Regions from separate parts of the Gossypium hirsutum genome. Here all the other regions are linked to region 1. The links are chromatin contacts, called in public Hi-C maps. All regions are on one chromosome and are shown on one strand. Each heading gives the region's core, a stretch centred on a gene start, on an enhancer-like site or on the middle of the called end of the contact. The rest is flanking DNA. Distances are from core to core; before and after follow the strand shown. Region 1 holds the start of LOC107896754 (U-box domain-containing protein 16). Region 2 holds the start of LOC107896757. Region 3 holds the start of LOC107896751 (probable serine/threonine-protein kinase WNK5). Region 4 holds the start of LOC107896750.

Evidence for each region. A called contact is a pair of places that touch in the nucleus more often than the background predicts.
Region 2: a contact with region 1 is called in a Hi-C map of leaf, with 2.4 times the contacts expected there. The contact joins the promoter of LOC107896757 here to the promoter of LOC107896754 in region 1. A contact is called at or near these places in 6 of 34 Hi-C or Micro-C datasets (anther and leaf).
Region 3: a contact with region 1 is called in a Hi-C map of leaf, with 2.5 times the contacts expected there. The contact joins the promoter of LOC107896751 here to the promoter of LOC107896754 in region 1. A contact is called at or near these places in 8 of 34 Hi-C or Micro-C datasets (callus, hypocotyl, leaf and 1 more).
Region 4: a Hi-C map of leaf shows a contact between it and region 1, with 2.9 times the contacts expected there. The contact joins the promoter of LOC107896750 here to the promoter of LOC107896754 in region 1. A contact is called at or near these places in 8 of 34 Hi-C or Micro-C datasets (anther, callus, hypocotyl and 3 more).

The regions. Positions count from the first base shown.
Region 1 is chrA10:86,182,107-86,185,372 of Gossypium_hirsutum_v2.1, forward strand. LOC107896754 (U-box domain-containing protein 16) reads left to right here and starts at 1,648. Exons shown (of 1, transcript XM_016822019.2): 1 at 1,648-3,266. The coding sequence starts at 1,813.
Region 2 is chrA10:86,034,423-86,037,886 of Gossypium_hirsutum_v2.1, forward strand. It overlaps LOC107896757, which reads right to left and starts at 1,686. Exons shown (of 1, transcript XM_016822023.2): 1 at 759-1,686. The coding sequence starts at 1,488. The coding sequence ends at 967.
Region 3 is chrA10:86,343,487-86,346,836 of Gossypium_hirsutum_v2.1, forward strand. LOC107896751 (probable serine/threonine-protein kinase WNK5) reads right to left here and starts at 1,970. Exons shown (of 7, transcript XM_016822015.2): 1 at 983-1,970; 2 at 239-504; 3 at 1-153. The coding sequence starts at 1,072.
Region 4 is chrA10:86,415,895-86,419,426 of Gossypium_hirsutum_v2.1, forward strand. It overlaps LOC107896750, which reads left to right and starts at 1,594. Exons shown (of 9, transcript XM_016822014.2): 1 at 1,594-1,872; 2 at 1,961-2,023; 3 at 2,102-2,157; 4 at 2,592-2,685; 5 at 2,804-2,864; 6 at 3,315-3,396. The coding sequence starts at 1,762.

The DNA.
Region 1 (3,266 bases), core at 398-2,897:
TCCACTCTCAGTTCTATTAGTAATATAATTAAAACAAATTTATCACTCCATTGTAATGAGCTGAAAAATCAGAAAAGGGAGCCAGCCGGCAATGTTGTAAAAGGCAAGTTGATTATAATACTTATTCTCTGACCTGGTAAACGGCCTTCCCAATCTAATACATTTTTCTTTTCATACACTAAAACCATGCAACACGACAATTAAAATGTTCTGTTTCCAATATATATCTAATAATAAAATAATTTAATTAATATCATCTTAAATATTAATAAAATAGTTTCATATTATTAAATTTTAAATATATATATATAAGTAATATTATACTTGCATTTAATTTATATATGATATTTTCTCTTAACTTAATTTAATTTTAATTAAATTATATAAAAATAATTAAAATTGAGAAAAAATCATAAGAAAACATTTTAAAAACTTGAAATAAGTAATTAAAAATAAAAGAAAATAGAGAAATATGAAACCAAAAATTAAAAATACAAAAAACTAAAAAAAATTTAGTAGGAAATTGAAAAATTATAGTGACCACTAATTGTATTATCAAATTTTGTTATTTGATTAAAAAAATTTTAAAAAATGAAATAGAATTTAAAATGAAAAAAAAATCAACTGCCTAAAAACTATTATTTTTTTAAAAAATTGATTGCATAAAAATAAAAATAAAATTAATTTTTGAAAAGAAAATTAAAAATTGTAAAAAGAAGAAAATATGTTTTTATTACTTAAATAATTAATTAGTTTAAGTATTTTAATTAAAGTCTGATAAACTAAAAAAATTAAATGCTGAAAAATTTTCTTTGATATATTATTTAAAATTGATTAGTGATATAATTAGAGTGATTGGTAAATATAAATTTTAAATTATAAAAAATTATATTATGAATTTTATCTTTAATTTTTAAGCATTTCACCTTATTCTAAACAAAAATTAAAATTTTGAACGTAAATAAAATAAATTAAAATAATTGAAAATATTCTCCTTTAAGTTATAAGTAACTCTTATCTATTTATTATTTTCTATACTTTTTTATAGAAAAAAATTATCATATTGCTTTAATTTTAGATTATCAAATATGTGCAAAAATTAATTAATTTTCAATAATTTATTAAATAAAACTTAAATTGAAAAAGATATTATATATAGACGCGAGTATGATAATATTTTGATATATTTAAAAATGAATGATGTGACAATATTTTAATGAGGTCTAAAATTATATTTTTAAGATGATTTGAATATAAGTTATTCAATAGATAATTATTTAAATTAGGTAGTTTCACCAATAAGAATTTTATCGATAAATTTTAGTTAATGTGGCATGAAAAGGGAAGAGGGTTGTTTTGAAAGAAAAAAAGTGTTTTTAAAAGGAGAATTATTTGTTATTTTTTGTATTATATTAATTTTAATATATAGATTTAAATTTCAGTGAAAATAAAAAAATGCATATATTAAGTATAAATTAGTTAAATTTATATATCATCACAAATTTCAAACTTTTTTTTTTACAAAAATTAAAGTAATTGTAATTTTAAAGCTAACTTTTTTGTGGTTTGGAATTAAACTTAATTAAACTAATCATAGAGTTTATAATAAGTATAAAAATAGATTATTATCATTTAAAAAATGAAAAGGGGGCGTGAAATGCAACGGGCCAACTTGTTGTATCTGTAATCAACTACTGCTATATCTTCTTCTTCAATTCAAAGCCAAAAAAAAGGCTACCAAATTTCACATTCCATTAGCTTAGATATCTGTGTTGCAGAAATTCTTTTGTAAGAGTTATTAATTTGTGTTTCATGGCCGTTTCTCCTCGGGTTTTCCCGCCAAGAAAGCGTTGGCCGTCTACGGGCTCCTCCATATCTCCGAAATTTGCAGACTTGAACCTGGTAAAGTCTCTTCTTTCTTTGTCTCAAGAAATCTCCGCCCTCAAACCTCTTCAATGTCTCCTGATACAAAAGTCCCTTTCCACCATAAACAAGTCGAAGCTTCTCGCTATCGTATTCGAGGAGCTTCTTCGCAACCCAGTTTCCACCTCCTTCTCTCCTTCGATCCTCCTCTGCTTCGAAGAAATGTACATAGTTTTCCAGAGAATAAAGACTTTAATGGAAGACTGTTGCAACGGAAGCAAGATGTGGTTGCTCATGCGAATCCAACCATTGGCCAACAGTTTCCACGAGCTCACCCTCGAATTGTCCACTCTCCTCAATATCTTCCCTGTCAATGAATTGGATTTGAGTCAAGACGTGGAGGAGCTTTTCGTTTTGGTAAGAAAACACTGCTCCCAATCTAAACCATCGGTAGATCCCAGAGAAGATTCTCTCAGGCGAGATGTTCTAGCTTTGCTCCATCAGATTAAGAAAGAGATCGTCCCTCATCACTTAAAGCTTAAACAGATTCTGGATAATTTAGGGTTACGCGACCAATCAAGTTGTAGAGAAGAAATCGAGTGTCTCCAAGATGAAATCCAGAACCAAATCGATGAAAAGTCCAAAATAGATATTGCTTCTTTGATCGGTCTCCTTCGTTATGCTAAATGTGTTCTATTTGGATCTTCAACGACGCAACTGGAACCAGACCATCGCCGGCGGAATTCATTGTCGGATATTGCTGTTCCGGCGGACTTTCGGTGCCCGATAAGCTTAGAGTTAATGCGGGACCCAGTTGTCGTTGCCTCTGGACAGACGTACGATCGGGAATCGATTAATCAGTGGATTGAATCTGGACACAACACGTGTCCAAACACTGGTCAGACCCTGGCCCACACCAATCTAATCCCTAACCGCGCTTTGAGGAATCTTCTAGCCATGTGGTGCCGCCAACAGAGAGTCCCATTTGAAACCGTGGGAAGTAACGAGAAAGTTAGCGGCGTCAAAGCCACCAAAGCCGCCTTTGAAGCTACGAAAATGACGGTGTACTTTTTGGTCAACAAACTTTCGGTTTCTCCATCCATGGAGGCAGCTAACGCCGTCACTTATGAGCTTCGAGCCCTGGCTAAAACTGACTCCGACAGCCGAGCCTGCATCGCTGAAGCTGGCGCAATTCCGGTCCTTGTCAGATATTTAGGTTCGGGCGTAGGCTCCGAACACCCAAACCTTCAAGTCAATGTCGTTACAACGATTCTTGATCTTTCCATCCTAGAAGCAAACAAAACGAGGATAATGGAAACCGACGGAGCTTTAAACGGTGTTATTGATGTATTACGTTTTGGTGCCACATGGGAAGCCAAAGGAAATGCGGCGGCTACAATATT
Region 2 (3,464 bases), core at 436-2,935, 150 kb before region 1:
AATGCATATATTTTATTATTAATATAATTCTAAGAATCAATTAAATATTTTTATAAAATTCTAAACATTGAACTTAATTATTAAAAAATCATAAAAACCAAAAAAAAATTAAGAAACAAAGAAATAAAAATAAAACCTAAACCTTAAATATGGTTAAATTCTAAACAATAATCTTAAATCCTAAAAATATTTAAGAAAATTAAGAAATATTAAAATTTGTAGCTGAAATTTGTCTATGAATTCTTTCGAGTTTCAGGGGCTGTTATATAACATTTTCCCCTCCTTATTTAGTTTAGGATTAACTAGATATTTCAGTTTCTGAAGTGAACCGAGTTGTAGCGTTGTTATCTACTAAGATCCTTGCATGGATTTGAATCTCACTAAAACCAAATTTTAAAATTTTTCCTTAATGAGCTTTAAGCACTCTCAATAAACTCTCCGAATCAATCAGAGACTTAAATTCCTCTCAACAGTTACGTGTTTTCTTCTTTTTTTAAAGTTGGAAAAATGATGCGCATGTATTGTTGAATGTTGCATAGAATGTAAGAGTTAAGCATATATGTGGGGGTGGATCCATTAAACCCCATGTTTGTAACATAATAACGGAGACTATGAAGGAAGGTAAATGTACCTCTCTCATATAAAAACATATGATTAATAAGTTCATTGGGCTTTGTTACTCTTTAAATGCAAAATTTTATACTCATTATTAGACATTATTAGAAAATTACAACTAATTTTTTCCGGCAATAGTAATGATTTAGTACCACAAATTCTGCAGTTTTGGGTGTTTTCACAGCTTTAACTAACCATAGACCAACTAAAATACATTCCTAGATGGTTGCAATTACAAAGTAAATGAACACAAACGTGAGAGAGATTCTCATCCATCAAATCTGTATGTTTACTCAGATCCATGCTAAACAGCTGACGATATATGTTCAGCAGCCGTATCATCCACGAAGCTTACCGATACTTCCCCCTACCAATATCGAAACACAGAGTGGAAGTTGGTGATCCAATGGCTGCAGTATCAACTTCATCATCTGGGGTCAAAAATCGACTCCTCTTCTGGTATTTTCCGGGTCTTATTGCAAGAAACATTGGTGAAGAAGAAGAAGGAGGAGGTGATGTAGGCACTAGACTGCTGGTTTTCTTCAAACTGATAATCTTTGGGAACAATGCCTGGAAAAGACCAGATCTTGAGTGCTTATTCTTGATGGGTTTGGAGTTGGAGTTGGAGTTGGAGTAGTATGATGGAGGAGGAGTGAGAGGAGGAATGGATGTATCAGAGAATGTGTATTTGGGTGTCCCAGGCTGAGACTCCCACATGAAAGGGACAGCACCGGGGAGTCCGCCATAGTAGACCCTGAAAGAAGGATTGGCGACAGAGTTTTCCTTAGATAAAAGCCTGGAAAAGAACTTGTCATCTTGCTTAATTTCGAGACTCTTATTATGGGGAAGATGATCAGGACTTGTGGTAAACATCTTGGGATGAAACTTGTGGTGGTGGTGCTGTTTTTGGGGTTTCAGTGATCAATTGGTTTAGGAGATTATATGAAGGAAAAGAATCCCAGAGCCAGAGAGGAAGGCTTTAGGCTTGAAGATCTCTCTACTTTTGGGGTTTATAATACTAGAGAAGCAGGACCAGCAGAAGTGAACTGAAATCATAAGTAAAGATATATCAGAATATTACTTTACATGACTTATCCAAAAGAAAAAGAAAAAAGGCAATATTGCGGTATACATCACCAAAGCTTTTACTCACACTCACACTCACACTCACACTTGTTTAAGGTTTTGTTCAATTTTACTATTACAGTCAATTATTATAAATATTAATTAATTAATTTAATAAATTGATTGAATTCAATTCACGTTAATAACTTTAGATTAAATTTACGCATACGGTGAGATTTAAATATGTGATCTCAAAATTATCAAAGCTCTTTCTTATAAGATTTATTTTCACTTTAACGACTTTGACAATATGATCAATTATTCGAGACTCAAGATTATTTCATTTTCTATTAATGCTAGTAATATACAACAGTTAAATAAAATCTTTTTCTTCTTGAGACCTTTAATATTTTTTTCTCACATGAGAGTTCCAATTAATTCATGTTTATCTACTCTTATCCGTGTAAGGGGAGGGAGAAACTTTTGTACTCAACTACAAAATTTATTTTGTGTTTCGTAATGATTTCATTTTTCTATTAATAGGACTTTAGAGTCTTGATTTATACTGTTCTAATGAATCAACATTAAATTTTAAAACATACATTGAAGATAATATTTTATATTGCTTTTACAGTCAAATCCACTATTATAATTAAGATGACATTTGCCTAAGTATATGATATTTGAACTCAAAGTCAAATACAAATATGTTCAATTTTTTAAACAACTTTTCAGCCGCGTAAACATATATGGGGAATATAAAAATGGTACAATAATTTAAAAAAAACATAGGTACAACATTGTTTTGAAGATTTTTCATAATTTGGTTATGAAAATGGAACCACCTAGGTTTTGTTTTTCTTGAAAGTAGTTTAAGTTAGTGTTGTGCTGTTGGTAAGTTGTATTGAAAGTAGTTGCAAATTGAGTTGCAACTCAAAATATTTAGACGTTATGCTTTTAGCTTCGCATTGATTAACATTCTAGCCAATGACTTGTTTCGGTCGTGGGGCCTTCGCTATTTAAGAAGCTGGTTCAGTATCGGTCAGGGCGTTTACGTGAAGCTCGACCATCAATCACCATTTGGCACTACTGCTGCCGCTCCCACCATCATCAGTTGTCACCATGAATGTCGATTTTTTGGTCAAAATTAATATATAACAATCTTACCAACAGGAAATAAGGTGAGAATGCCTTTTCTTTAAAATTAATATTATAAAAATATCTTCACTCAATATATTAATGGTTAATATTTGATGTATTGGTAGGATATTTTTTAATTTTATAAATGGTTTTAAAATTTTGTTATATATTTCTTTTTTAAAATATTTTTAAAAATTTATTATATCCATATAAAATATTTGTTAAATTTTTAATTTTATTTATGGACCCTAAAAATTCTAATGATATCAAATATTTTCTGTATAATTGATGGCTGCGGATAAAAAGCTGAAGCAGAGAAGATATTGCAGGCTAATCAAAGCTGACAAAAGTGCTTGTGCATATATATATCTGGCCTCACTTGCTGTTGCCCCAACGACAGCGCTAGGATACTGTAGATGGACCACGAAAGAAAGATTTAGCTGGGGCAATCGCCAGGGGAGAATTCGGATTGCTAGTTAGAACTAAATTATAGATTAATTAAAATATATACTATTATATTAATTTATGAGTAAATTACATTTAAAGTTATTGAATTATTTAGTTATTATTTTTTAATTTTTTTAAGTTAATAATTAAAATATAAATTTATTAATAATTTAATAATTTTAGAGGTAGTTCACTCT
Region 3 (3,350 bases), core at 720-3,219, 160 kb after region 1:
CCAAGGTGGCCATTGACAAAGATATTGTCACACTTAAGATCTCTATGGATCACCGGAGGATCATGGCCATGTAGATAAGCTAGACCCTGCAGAATTTGGCAAGCCCAGCTCTTAACCGCTCGCATGTCGATGCGCGGGTATTTCTGTCTATACCTATATTTACATCAAACATGCAAAAGTTTACACCTAAAACAACAGGAATGTAACTTTTTCAATAGATAGGAAAGTCTTATATTACTCTCGAAGTGTGCCAGATGTGAACATCTCAGTGATGAAGTTGAAAGTTCTACGATTGATATCAACCCAAGATGTGTAGAATCGAATAATGGAATCGTGTTTAAGATTCTTGAGAAGGTGGACCTCGGAATAAAGACGCTGCAATTCCTCCGGTGAACGGAAGACATCGTTAAGCTTCACTTGATTCCAGGCCACCTCCATTCCAAGGGCCTCATCGAATGCCCTATACACTGTCTTCATAGCTCCTTTACCAAGAATCTCTCTGAACTGCAGACAAAATTCCCATGTACAGTCACAGTTTCAATCATTTTAAAGCTTAAACAATGCATATAAATATTTGATATGATCATCAAAACCTATTTCCCAGATTTTACAGGAAATTTGAAAGAATCTCCATACGACCATATCGAAAGGCCGTTGACCAAAGGAATGGATCAAACAAAGTTCCATTTTATAAATAATCTTATAGAACATCTTTAATCACATACTATATATACATACAGTATCAAATAAATTTCTGAGATCTCCGACTATTCATCCTAACATAACATCAAAGAATTACCAAAACCCCACATCTCAAAAAGAAAAGTCAACATGGCATGTAATTATCCATTATCATTGCAAAAGATATTAGAGTTATTCCTACTGAAAGTTTGATATTGGAATTCATGCATCAATGAAAAGGTAAAAAGGATTTTAAAGTGAATGAAGAAAAGGATTTTAAAGTGAATGAAGAAAAGCTTACACGTCCGTACCGACCAGAGGGATCGGTTTCAACGTATCCATGCTGGGATTTAACTCCATCAACACATCCCCCTAGACGTGTTTGGTACATGGTCTGAGAAATCAGGTACCGTCCGAAACCTCTCGGGGGCTTATTCTAATATCTATATATATATTGAGAACAAAAATACTAAACTTTATCTAGCTATTATAGAATAACTCAAGAACAAGGCAGCAAATGGAATTAACGGGGAGTGGAAAAAAACAAAGAAAATTTATGGTGTGCTAGATGATCCGAGGCTTTCCTTCATGATTTTCGTAGGAGAAAACACCAAATAATAACCAAAAGAGCCTTGAGTAATCGACGCTAAGCATAATCCAAGCCATTTCCACAACTGCATGTGAGAAGTCGTAGTAGTTCTTGGAAACCATTTAGTCTTTTGGAAAGCGAAACACGAGATTCAATAATATATATAAGTCTAGAGATACTGTCGAAGAAGATTTTTAGAGCAAAAAGAAAAGAACCCAAAGCCAAAAACAATGGTTCGGATCGATAGAGAGGGGGAAAAGAGAGAATATTTGGAATCAGCCAATATAGTAAATTAAAAAACAAAAAAAAGGCTTTTGATTATGCAAATGGTGTCGAATCCTGAGTTAAGTGGATGAACAAAGATTCTAAAACCGGAGAAGATTTTGGTAAGTGGGAGTTTGATTTCGGGAAGAAACTAGACTTCTAAACTTGAAAAACCTATGGCTACGCTTTGACATCACCATTTGTGGTGGAGAAACCTATCCCAAGAATATAAATTAGGGGTTTAGATAAACTGAAAGATCAAAAGACAGAGTTGCAGAAGAAGAAGAAGAAGAAGAAAACAAGTATGGCGATGAAGGGTTGGTGGCGAAACTGAAACAATACAAAAAAAAAAAAAGAGGATGAGAAGCTGATTTGATGACAGTTTGTATTTGGTACAGTGCGCTGCCCTCTTAGCACAGCTCAGCTGACGCAATTTGACAAAGTCTAATTAATGACCCTTAATAATGCTTACATTATAATTAAACCAGATGTAACAAAATAAAAATAAAAATAGTCTCATTTTTGCATTGCTTAAATTTATTATATTTAAACAATGTTACACCGGTTCAAACAGTATAATCCTGTATAAAAAAATATTTAACAAATTTATAGATAATATAAAATTTTGAGAAATATTGCCGCTCAAATATATATATATGTGATATTAAAATAATTTCTAAACAGTATTAAAATATCATTACAAAAAAAAATATCATCATATTTATTAAAGTACACAGTAATTATATATTTGTTTCTTATATGATTTATATTTCATTTTTAAAATTGTGAATTAATATAGGCTTTTTATTTTTTAATTTTGTTTTTTAAATAAATTTTAATTTTAATTTTTTTAAAAGCAATGTTTTGATTTTTATAAAATTTATATATAAAACAAAATGCTATAAAATCATTTTAATAGATGATGAATTAGTCAACATACTTCTCAAAACACTTCATTTTTATTACTATTTCGAATAGAGAACTTTTTATTATTATCTAAAGCAATTATAGAAACATTTTTTTTAACCTAAAACAATTATTGGTATTGTTAAATAGTTTTAATGTTATCGTTATTGGAAAATGTTGTAAATTTTTAACAATTTCAATAAAAAATTTTAATATTTTAAAACAATTTTACAACTGAAATTATTTCTTAAAAAATATGTATTTATCAAGTTTTTAAAGATTTTAATTTAATTATGACTTGAAAATTTATTTTTAAAAGTTTGATTTTTTAAAAAAAAATTGTTATCATACATATATAATAAGGTTATGAAGTTTTTAATGTATTTACAGTATTCTATAAAAAAAATTTGTTTACATTATAAAAATTTGACAAGTAGCAAAGAAAGAATGTAAACATTAGTGGAGGAGAAAATTGCAACAAAACCCCTCCGTCATGTTTTATATAATTTTTAATGGTGCTTTATAAGCTATATTTTTATAATAATTCCTTTCAATTTAGTTATATGCAATATTTTAATTTAAAACTATTTAAAACAGTTATTTTAAATTTATCACTATTTTTATAAATTAGATACATTATTGAAATTGAAATAGATATTTAAAATATAAACAATGTTACAATAAATTATTTAATGATCAAAACATTTAAATTTAATAGTAATCTATGTTAAATTAGAAACTATATATAAAAATAAAATTTCACATAATTTTCTATTACAATATTTATATTTTAAAAATAATTTCACAATATTATTTATTTAAATTCAATCTAATATTAATTATTATGTTTTTTAAAATTAAACTAATATATTATTAAATTTTACTTTCTTAAACAAATTATTAACGAATC
Region 4 (3,532 bases), core at 344-2,843, 230 kb after region 1:
AGAAGATATTGAGGACTGCAGGTCTTTGTGCCAGCAAAGTTCTTCACAGCATGATGTTGGGACTCTAAATTATTCAGTCTTCCATGCATATCATAGGCATTGAGCATGTATATAAAAATGGATATCATCTTCAATGTTCCCCACTGATAGTGAAGTAAGATTCTGCATGCATGCATCCAATTGAAGAATTATATGGAAAAATAGCTTCAAGAGAAGAAATATATTAGAAATATAGTTGCTGTTGCTCAAGCATTTGCAATGCGAAAAAATAGAGGGAGAAGCAGAAAAGAATGAAAAAAAAAGTTAAAAGAACATAAAAGAAAAAAAAAGTTAAATTACTCAAAACTAAAAAAATATGAATCAATTGTATAATTTAATCTAAAATTTTTGTTTGAAATAATGATTTAATGTGCCACGTCAACTTACCGTTACACTGTTAATGACAATTAACAACTCAATGACTAAAATGTTATAGCACGTTAATGTAAATGATTAAAACGTAACATTTCAAATATAAATGACTAAAATATAACTTGAAACAAATAAACATAACTATTTTGATAGTTTACGCATTTTATAATGATTTATTCATAAGAAAAAAGTAATAGAAGTTGCAAGGATGAGTCAAGTAGGATTTCCTATTACAATATATTGTTATTTAACTTATATATAATAAATTTATTACAAAAATTTCGTAAACATCTTATAATTTCATCTAAAACTTTTCTATTGTCTTAAATGAATTGTTTACATAAGATACCTTTTTTTGCCCACATTGGATTTTATGTATTTATATCATACTTACTTATATTAAGTTTTTTATTAAGTTAATATCATATTAATTTAGTTGTGAAATTATTAAATTACTCTTTTATATATAAATTAAGATACATTTTTACAAGAGTGTTTTTATTTTTATATATGACAAATAAATAAAAAATTATCCTAATGAGATTTGAACTCAATACAACATACTTAATGAATATTTACTTTACTATTGTAACCGAAATATCAATTAATTTTATATAAAATTTTAATAAATATATTTGATACATAAATTTTTAGGCATATCATGAATATATCATAAAATCTAGTAATGATTTAAAACTTATATATATATATATATTGAAATTTTGGTTTTTCTTTTTAGATAATTCATTAAAATAATATTGTAAAAACTTTCTTTATAAATTAAATAATATAAAATTTTTCCTTGGATACATATAAGCTAACAATTAATTTCGTCAGAAAATTACACCTTTAACATTATGATGTTATGTTAATAACTATTTTGTAAATATTTAGAAAAACGTAGGATGATGGATATGCAAATATAGAAAGTAGTTTTGAAAGGTGAATTGAGTGTGTATGTTTTTGAAAGGTGATTTTATATTGCTTATAAAACAAACTTTCATGTAATGTTAAAAAAAAAATATTCATATAAAAAGCTAAAGGCATGAAATATTGACGACATTTGTTACTTTTTTTAATTATAAATTTTTGGTCAGTTTTTCACTTTCTAAATCATTTTATTTTTAAAAAAAATAACACATGTTTTATTATGTATGAACATTATTTTTGGACCGAATCGAGGAAAGTATAACTGCTGGCCCGTATTCCGTAACAGGCTCAGGCCCCTGGCCTGGGTGGACTCCATCGAAGCAAAAGTTAGAAATGAATAAAAAAAGAAACAAGTGTTGAGTAATTCGGAATTCTCTCGGCGGTGAGAAGAAACGCGGCTGACGAGAACATTGCAGAATAATGGCGTCGCTGTGTCTTTTAGTTTTCCTGTTACTTTGTCTTCCTTTTATTTCCGTTGCTTACAGGCCAGGGGACATAGTTCCGATGAGCAAGATGGGTCAATACCATTCCGTCAGTTGTCTTTTCTTTTCCTTTCTTTTTTTTAAAAATTTTTTAATCTAATTTTGAAGTTAAGATCTCTGAATTTGATTAATTTTAGTCTAGAACTGTTTGGCATGACGTGATCGGGAAACATTGCCCAATTTTTGCCGTTAATCGGGAGGTATTTTTCTTCTTTTTCAATCTTCCCCATTTCTGTTTCTTTTTTGAAATTTTCATTTATATATAAATTAATTTGCAGGTGTTAATTCCTATAGCAAAGCCGACTGGTTACACGGGAGCTGATCCATATAAAATGTAAGACTTTATTCAAATTTATGATTTTCTTAATACAACCTCTTTTTTTTTTTGGCATTAGTTGCAAATGCTAGGGTTTCATAGCTAAACGAAGAGAAAACTGAAACTATCGAATTTAATTACTCAGATTCATGAATGAAATGTTTTTGAGTCCAAAAATGTATTTTCATTCAGCTTTTTTTCGAGTAAGCGTTTTTCATACTCCGAATAATGAGTCTGAGATTCAGACCTGAGCTTTAACTTCTGGGCTCATTTTCTGGTATATTCTTATCCTTTGCTTTCCACTCCTAATTTTTTCTCATAAACTAAGGCCAATAGTTTTTCTTAGCAACTATCTTTTGCTTCTGTATAAAATGTTTTTATAGTTCATAAGTTCAATATTTTTAGAAATTATTATAGTAATCCATGTTTTACAATGTTTGACTCACGTCTAGATCATTCCAAGTTGGGAAGGAGAAGTTTCTTGTTCCTTGGCTTTTTCTTATAAATCGTAAAAGTTCTGAAGTTCCAATGATTGACATGCATTTGGTAAGATATTTTTGTAGCTTTTACCCCTTTCCTTTTGGAAATCGTAACTTCTTGACTGATACATGTCTAGTTATTTTGCTTGATTTGACTGAGTTCTTGTGGTTTCTTTGTCGTTCAGAGGTACTCAGGTGGTGATTTGCACGGTGTCACTGCTAAAATTGTAGATATGCCTCATCACTGTATGTAGTCTTATCTATATGTTTCAGTGTGGTACTAGTTTGCTAACAAATAGAGAAACATGTGAGAGTGTATTAGGAAATTATAATAGTCTACGAATAATTTTCCCAACTAATCCCATAATAAATGTGAAAAAAAAAGAAAATTAAATTGATGAATCAAAATAAGCAATGCCATTTTAGAAAAATTAATTATTAATTGATAGCTTGCAGCAAAGTTGTGGTCAAATTTGTTTTTGGATCAGGAGAGATGTGAGAGTTATTGCTTTTGTAAATAGATTCACAGCTTTGTTGTGTTGTGCATCATTTGTGCATCTGTGAAATTGTATGCAGAGATTTCTTCATATTCATTATTTTCAGAGTAGCACATCCAGTACTTCAAAGAGATCATAACTATTCATTTATTTATTTTCCGGTGGGTGACTGGGAATTGATTATGTTTGTCTTCTACAGATGTTGAAATTCATCCAAATATTCGTAAACAATTCTGGGATCCTCAACATTGGCCAAAACATGTGCTTGTCAGATACACCTGGTCAGTTTGTTTGTTGTTGAAATCTCTCTTCCACACACGCATTGTTTGTCTAGTTCTGAATTTAGTCTGCCTTCAAGTTCTCAGAAGCGTAGGAGAATGTACTTTGAAACCTATATTTTCATTTAAAGCAAAGGAG